Regions from separate parts of the Mus musculus genome. Here region 1 is linked to region 2. Evidence: chromatin contacts called from public HiChIP or PLAC-seq data. All regions are on one chromosome and are shown on one strand. Each heading gives the region's core, a stretch centred on a gene start, on an enhancer-like site or on the middle of the called end of the contact. The rest is flanking DNA. Distances are from core to core; before and after follow the strand shown. Region 1 overlaps Syn3 (synapsin III). Region 2 overlaps Syn3 (synapsin III).

Evidence for each region. HiChIP or PLAC-seq counts read pairs in DNA pulled down with a chosen protein or histone mark.
Region 1: a contact with region 2 is called in a CTCF HiChIP or PLAC-seq map of the NIH/3T3 cell line, with 17 read pairs. The contact joins two enhancer-like sites. A contact is called at or near these places in 6 of 39 promoter capture datasets (the 3T3-L1 cell line, embryonic stem cells, liver and 2 more), 1 of 15 datasets of contacts at CTCF or cohesin (the NIH/3T3 cell line), 7 of 484 Hi-C or Micro-C datasets (the HL-1 cell line, embryonic fibroblasts, liver and 3 more), 7 of 115 datasets of contacts at active chromatin or transcription factors (cardiomyocytes, fibro-adipogenic progenitors, forebrain and 3 more) and 3 of 9 other capture datasets (adipose tissue, liver and pancreatic islet).

What each region holds. Positions count from the first base shown.
Region 1 is chr10:86,308,864-86,312,260 of GRCm38.p6, forward strand. All of the region lies in intron 6 of Syn3 (synapsin III), which reads right to left. All of the region lies in intron 1 of Timp3 (tissue inhibitor of metalloproteinase 3), which reads left to right. Among named protein-coding and RNA genes, the nearest start is that of Timp3, 10 kb to the left of the region's middle. Within about 2 kb of position 1,863, at least 92 of the 459 cell types and tissues checked have an H3K27ac peak or open chromatin away from gene starts, as enhancers often do. A contact at or near this core is called in the HL-1 cell line, the NIH/3T3 cell line, embryonic fibroblasts and 1 more, where this site is marked.
Region 2 is chr10:86,172,132-86,175,367 of GRCm38.p6, forward strand. The region is part of intron 6 of Syn3 (synapsin III); the gene reads right to left. All of the region lies in intron 2 of Gm35636 (a long non-coding RNA gene), which reads left to right. Among named protein-coding and RNA genes, the nearest start is that of Gm35636, 12 kb to the left of the region's middle. Within about 2 kb of position 1,425, at least 33 of the 459 cell types and tissues checked have an H3K27ac peak or open chromatin away from gene starts, as enhancers often do. A contact at or near this core is called in the HL-1 cell line, the NIH/3T3 cell line, embryonic fibroblasts and 1 more, where this site is marked.

The DNA.
Region 1 (3,397 bases), core at 613-3,112, 140 kb after region 2:
ATGGATTAGGGGTTGCCCTTCCCCATTTAGACTCTTCTAAGCACATTTCCTTCTGATAGGTGGAAAGAAGTGGAGATACTAGAGTAGCTGAAGGGAGTGTTCTAGAAGCTGGTGATATTAAACTTGGATAACAAATCAGTTCCTCCTGTCTCCACCCAGCTTGGGACTAGAGAGCCCGTGCTTCCTGTGTGTTGATGTGACGAGATCACTGGTCTCCAGTTATGAGATCTGAGGTCTGCCTCAAGTTTATCATCTGACTCTGGAATTACCTTGGTGGTATGATCCTCCCCAGGAATTGATCTCTCATCTGGACAAGTGAAGGACTGACTGTGTGTGTCTACTCTTTTGTGCATGGATGTTACTTATTACGATGGGTCAGTATTCTGGGTCAGGTTTCCTTGGGGAGGGCTATCTAGCAGAGCTCAGGATGGAACACCTAGTGCCGCCAATAACACTCTTTGAAGGAAGCTTCATTAGAAATATGGCCTGCTAAGATCAGATCAGGATCTCTGTGGCTGTGAACATAGTGAGGATTCTACCCAAACACATCTAATGAGCTGAGCTCAATGATCTATGGGACCACCGGACTTCCTGTTGGATCACATCTGGTTTACCTGTAGACAGCAGCCTTGCAGACTTAGCTTAAGGCCAGAATTCGGAATCAAGGTCGCTTCAGGGTCTGTCACTGACTGCTGGACAGTTTGGTAGGAAGCCTTCTAAGCTGCAGAAAAGACTTTCCCACTGGAAGACCAGCTTAGATGTAGACCTCTAATTAAAAGTGATATTATTTCATACGAGTCTGTTTACTCCAAGAGAGAAAGTCTGGAAGTTTCAGGTCAAACATGTGATCACTGAGCAAGCCCACTCCACTTTCCTCTCCAATAAGGACAAACAGACACCCAAAGGCCTGAGATTTGTGAGAAGCTCAACACCCAAAGGGCTGCCTGGGATACAGATCTGGATAGATAGACATGATGGGGACTATGCCTCTTGTGGGCAGGTGGCTGTGGGCTCCAGATCCCCTTTGACTCATTATCTTCCAGCTTGGGTTTCTTTGTAATTAATTAGTTCAGGGCACAAATCTGATGCTGACATTGTCTAGCCAGAAAGGGAGGGTTATTGTAATATCAAGCACGTGAGACTATTACTACTATCAGCTAAACATATAAGGGTCTCCAGTCTCTTGTTTGCCACATTTGTCCCCAAATATCTACGTGGTGGCTTTGAGTACCTCCTCTTCTCCTTGATATCAGGGAGGCAATAGAACTGGTGGCAACTGTGATGAACTGGAAAATCCATGTCCTTTGGTAAGGGGACAGTGTGGCCAGATGTTTAGGTTCTTATAATAAGCTGGAAACCCCAACGTGCTAGGGTGAAACTTTAGTTTTTAAGTGTTACTACAATGTAAAATCACACACACACACACACACACACACACACACACACACACACACACACACACACAAGCATACACTGATTCAGCTGTGTAGGTTACAGGTTTCTTGTGACCTTGTATCTGGTGACCTCTTGAGTAACCTTTAAGTCCTCAGATCTCAGAATGAATATGGCCAGTGGCTCTTTTGAAGCAAAATGATTTCCTCACAGCCTACATTCTTGGTACCATGTCCTTCCCAGTTTCTGAGCTGGTGAAGAATACAGGTTGTGATGTTAACCAGCTTGCCTCAGATCTTGACTTTATTACTTGCTGGTTACATGTCTTGGGCAAGCCAGCCTATCTCATTCTTGCTTTTCCTCTCTGTTACCCTGCATGTATAAGAAGACCGTTCGCTTCACAGGGCTGTGGAGGGAATTCACTGAGATCATGGAAACAGCCGTCTTGGCTCGCTGCTTAGCCTGTAGTAAGGGCTTGGTAAATACCAACCCTCGTGATTACGACATAGTCTTATTGCCTCCCTTATATGGGAACTGGGTCTTACTCACTGGTCTGATGTTAGTGTGCACATAGTAAAGTCATTGTGAATGAATGAGGGGATGTTTGAAAAAGGCAGCATCCAGTCCTTCTAGGCAGCAGTGTCCTCAGCTTGGGAGTGGTGGGAAAAAGAGATAGTATCAGGTTTTGCCATGCAGCTCAGTGAGAAACAGCTGCTGTATTAAAGAGCAGTGATCAACTTGGAAAACACAGCGAAAGAGGCTGGGAAATGGCTCAGTCAGAAAAGTGCTTGAAAGCACAGATTCCAGCACCCACATTAAAAACAAACAAACAAAAAACGGTATTATGGTCTGATTCTAAAACCGTAGACCTGATGCAGAGTACAAAAGAATGTCCAAGGCTTGCTGATCAGCCAGTGTAGACTAACCTCTGAGTTCCAGGTTGAGTAAGAGAACTTGTCTCAAAAAATAAGGTAGGGAGCGAATGAGGAAGATATCCAACATTTACTTTTGGCCTTCAAACACACACACACACACACACACACACACACACACACACACACACACACAAATGCACAAATACACATACATGCATATACACACATACATATACATACACACACAAACACACACAAACACACAAATATACATACACATATGCAGACATACATATACAAACACACACATATACACACATACACATACATATACACAACATACACACACAAACACACATTCACACACACATATACACATACATATACACACAGGCACATATACACAAACACACATACACACACATATACATACAGCCCTCCACACACATACAGACACATACAGACCCACACACATACACACATTCACATGCAGGTACACACAGTCACACACACACAGACACACACACAGGATGGATGAAAACCACAGTGACCATTGGAGCTCAGGTGCTGAGGTGGTAAAGAACACCAAGGGATGGTTTGGCAGATTAACAGGTTTTACATATCCAGGCTGGAGATGCCACACACTCCTAAAACTTAATGCCTCACCTGACTTCCTATTTTGTTTTAAAATTTAACCCTAAATAGTTCACATTCCTTTGAGTCTCACTGTGAGAAGTTCCCAAGCAGGAAGAACTCCTCGTCCTGCACCATCCGAGGAAGGAGCACGGGGAACCTCCCACTCCGTTAAAAATTTTCTCATAGTGGTCACTTTATAAAAGGAACAAGCAAGAGTTAATGCTATACTTAACTAATGCTAAGTTAATGCCATACGTAACTAATGCTAAGTTAACGCTATGCTTAACTAATGTATTCAAAGTATGATCATTTTGCCATGTAATCAATTTTAAATTACTTTTGACATTTTTCCAGTTTTGCAGTGAAGGTTTTAAAATGCATTGTGTGTTTTCACAGTCAGTGCATGTCAGTTATATGCGGCTGCATTCCAGTTATCCTACCATCCACCCATTGTTAAGGGCTGCCATGTCATGCCGCTAAGGAGAGTACAAGCC
Region 2 (3,236 bases), core at 175-2,674:
CATGAGATGATCTATATCAAGCACAGAGGCCACTGCCAAACATTTAAGAGAGAGGCTAAACTACCACCACAAGTATTAGCATTCTAGTTTGATTTGCACTGCTACAATGAAACCCTTTTAAAGAAAACAGGTTCATCTTGCTTCATAATTCTGGTCCAAGAGTGAGGTGCTGCATGTGGTGATAGTCTTCTTGCTAGATGTATCCTGCTGTGCCACAGGACACTATGCCAAGAGACAGAGGCATGTATATTTCTCTATCTTGCTCTGTTCTTTCAAAATCACCAGAACTCCATTATGATAACTTTGCCAAAGTCCAATCTCTTCCCAAAGGCCTCATCTCTTACCAAAATTGATTAAGTTTCTGTTCTCAAAACAATTGGCAGTGGGGATGAAATTTTAACACTGCAATCCTGGAGGGCACTCCATCTATATCTAAACCAGAGCACTCATACTGTTTTCTGGTACACATCTCACATTACTACCTTAAGGGAGCTCCTTTAGTGGCCTTGCTTAGAGAGGGAAGCCTTAGTGGGGAAAATGCTTTGGCTCATGATGGAAATAAAGGTGAGTTCCTGAAGACTTAGCGTCATCTGGATCCAAGCCTTCATGGGTGTCCATGGAAAAGAAGCCAGGGTCATGGCCAATATCAAGAGGGATAAGGACAAGAAATGGGAAAACAGGAAAAGCCAACAAGATGACTGCATTCTAAAGTGAGATTCCCTTCCCAGCATCTCCCTAGAGGCACTGAGTGGGTAAAACACATCACCTTTGGTAGAAGAGCCTCTGTGTTGGGGGTATAAGAAGCAGATGCACCTGCCATCAGTGATGTGCAGGGTGAGTAACCATCCGAACAAGGGACCTAATGGCAGAATATTCAAGAGAAGAGGAGCCAACTGATAATTACCAAAAACCTGAGAAGGGCCAAAAGTTTTTCTTTGTGTCCTAAGAGGTCTGTAAGTCCCCCAAGTGACACCAGATCACCATCCTATTGTCCTTGTCACCATCCTCATTTCAGCTTCGGTCCAGTAGTGATGACTGAAAGACCGGGTGGAGCTGGCTTCTTCAGCTCAGCCCCTCCAGCATTATGGGAGCTTCTTGGGTGGCTGGAGGAAAACACTTTGAGTGAGGATGGTCACTGCCTAAATGATACCACTTCTACTCTTCAAAATGCCTCCTTGGAAGGTACTATAGACACAACAGCCTCTTCTGGCTGGATTCCGTCCATGCCACTCACCTATGACATTTGTCAATGCCTTGAGAAATGTCTTAAGAAATGGCTAATGACGTATCATGGAACGAGGCCAGGGATGTTTCTAAACACCCAATGATATGACCACTGAAACACCAAAGAATTACCCTAAGTGTTCATAGTGCTGAAGTGGGGGTACAGCTCATCAGACTGCATGGTTACTGCATTAGTCATAGACATTGTCAAGGATTAATGCACGCACACTGAGATTCCAGACAACTGGTTGGAATCTTGACTCTGCTGTATAATGACAGGGGGAATTGATCTACTATACATGTAGTCATCAAGAAGATTCAGTTGGGTCTGTTTGGTAACTGGCCTCTGGTATCTACCTCCTCCTCCTACACAAACTCAATGCAAAAGAGATAATCATCGGATTGCCACACAGCTTGGGGATAGACTTTGTCAGAGCTCAGGTACTTAAAGATCCCTCGAAGTTACGAAGTCAAGCACAGAGATGCCCAGTCTTTGTCCCATGATCCATACATGCTTCAGCCCTTCCAGGGGCCTGAGTCCAGAATGTGAACACCTTCCCAGCAAGTGACTAATTGTTATGCTTTAATTATCCCACAACATGGGAGCTTAGTTTTGAGGCATTATGTAATTGTCAATGCAAACAAGAAGTAAATGAAATTTATACCCAAATCTGGTTTGACTAAAGGTTGTGCTTGTTGAGTGGGTGGAGGGAAAAACCACTCACGTCTGAGAAGCAGAGTCTCTGGCTGACGGAATTCGTACCATAAAAATCTCTTGCACATGGACAGAACCTCAGAGCAGGAAGTTACATCAGAGACTTTCTCGTCAAGAACTCTTCATTTTACATTTGAGAAATAAGTCCACGAGGGAGGAGACACTTAGTTAGAGGCATACCCTACTTATTAGCAGGGAGGAAGTCAGACCAGAGCACCCCAGAACCCTGTCTGTTGTAACATGGCACCCTGTTGTCTCCACTAAGGTGGGATTCTGCCCAGGTTAGATGGCATAGAAATACGATTTCCTAAATTTTCAGTTTAAAAATGCCCATGCTGGACAAGAGCTTGATTCTCAGAAGCCAACCCTATAGTAGGGTTTGCTTGTCTTTTCTCCAGGCTCCTGAGGCAATATTGAAGCAATTCCCTCTGTGGGTGCCTTGCTCTCTGAACTTACCACACACACACACACACACACACACACACACACACACTCACAGACATGTGCACACACACACACCACATACACACAGAGACACACAGACACACACAGAGACAAACACACACAGACACACACAGACCCAGAGAGACAGAAGACAGACACACACACTCAAAGTCATGTGCACACACACACACACACACACATACACACCACACACAGAGACACACAGACACACAGACAAATATGTACAGACATGCACACAGACACACACACACAAACACAGACACACACACACACACACAGACACACACACACACATGTTATCCTTTCTCAGAATGACATAAGAGTTTTCCGTGCAACCAGTACAAAACAGTTTCTGATTTCCTTTAGCCAGGCCCTTAGAAATCATCTGTTATCATATTGCCTTTCCATCCATTTCCCCACCACCCCTGCAATCCAGACACATTTTATTCCCTTTCTTTTGGAAACAAGAAAATGAAAGGAGGTTAAGAGGATTCCCTTAGGCTCTAGAATTTTATAGCAATGGCAAATGTCAGACAAAGAGTCCATGCCATGTTATCTGATGACGTTTCATCATGATTTACAATTAAAAAGCAAACATCAGAACTGAGTATCAAAAGCACACATATAAGATAAAAAGAAAGCATGGGGGCAAGTCATTTTAAAAAATCCTAATAAGAAAACTCTAGATTTCTCTTTCCAACCAAAGACACAGGTAGTAACAGGGGAAGATATGGAAGGATCATGTATCTGAAGGAGTCGTCAGGTGCTGGCTGAGGATTTTAGGTTGCTCATGCATGGTGGACAGCATGGTGGATAGTTGGGAGATGAAGGA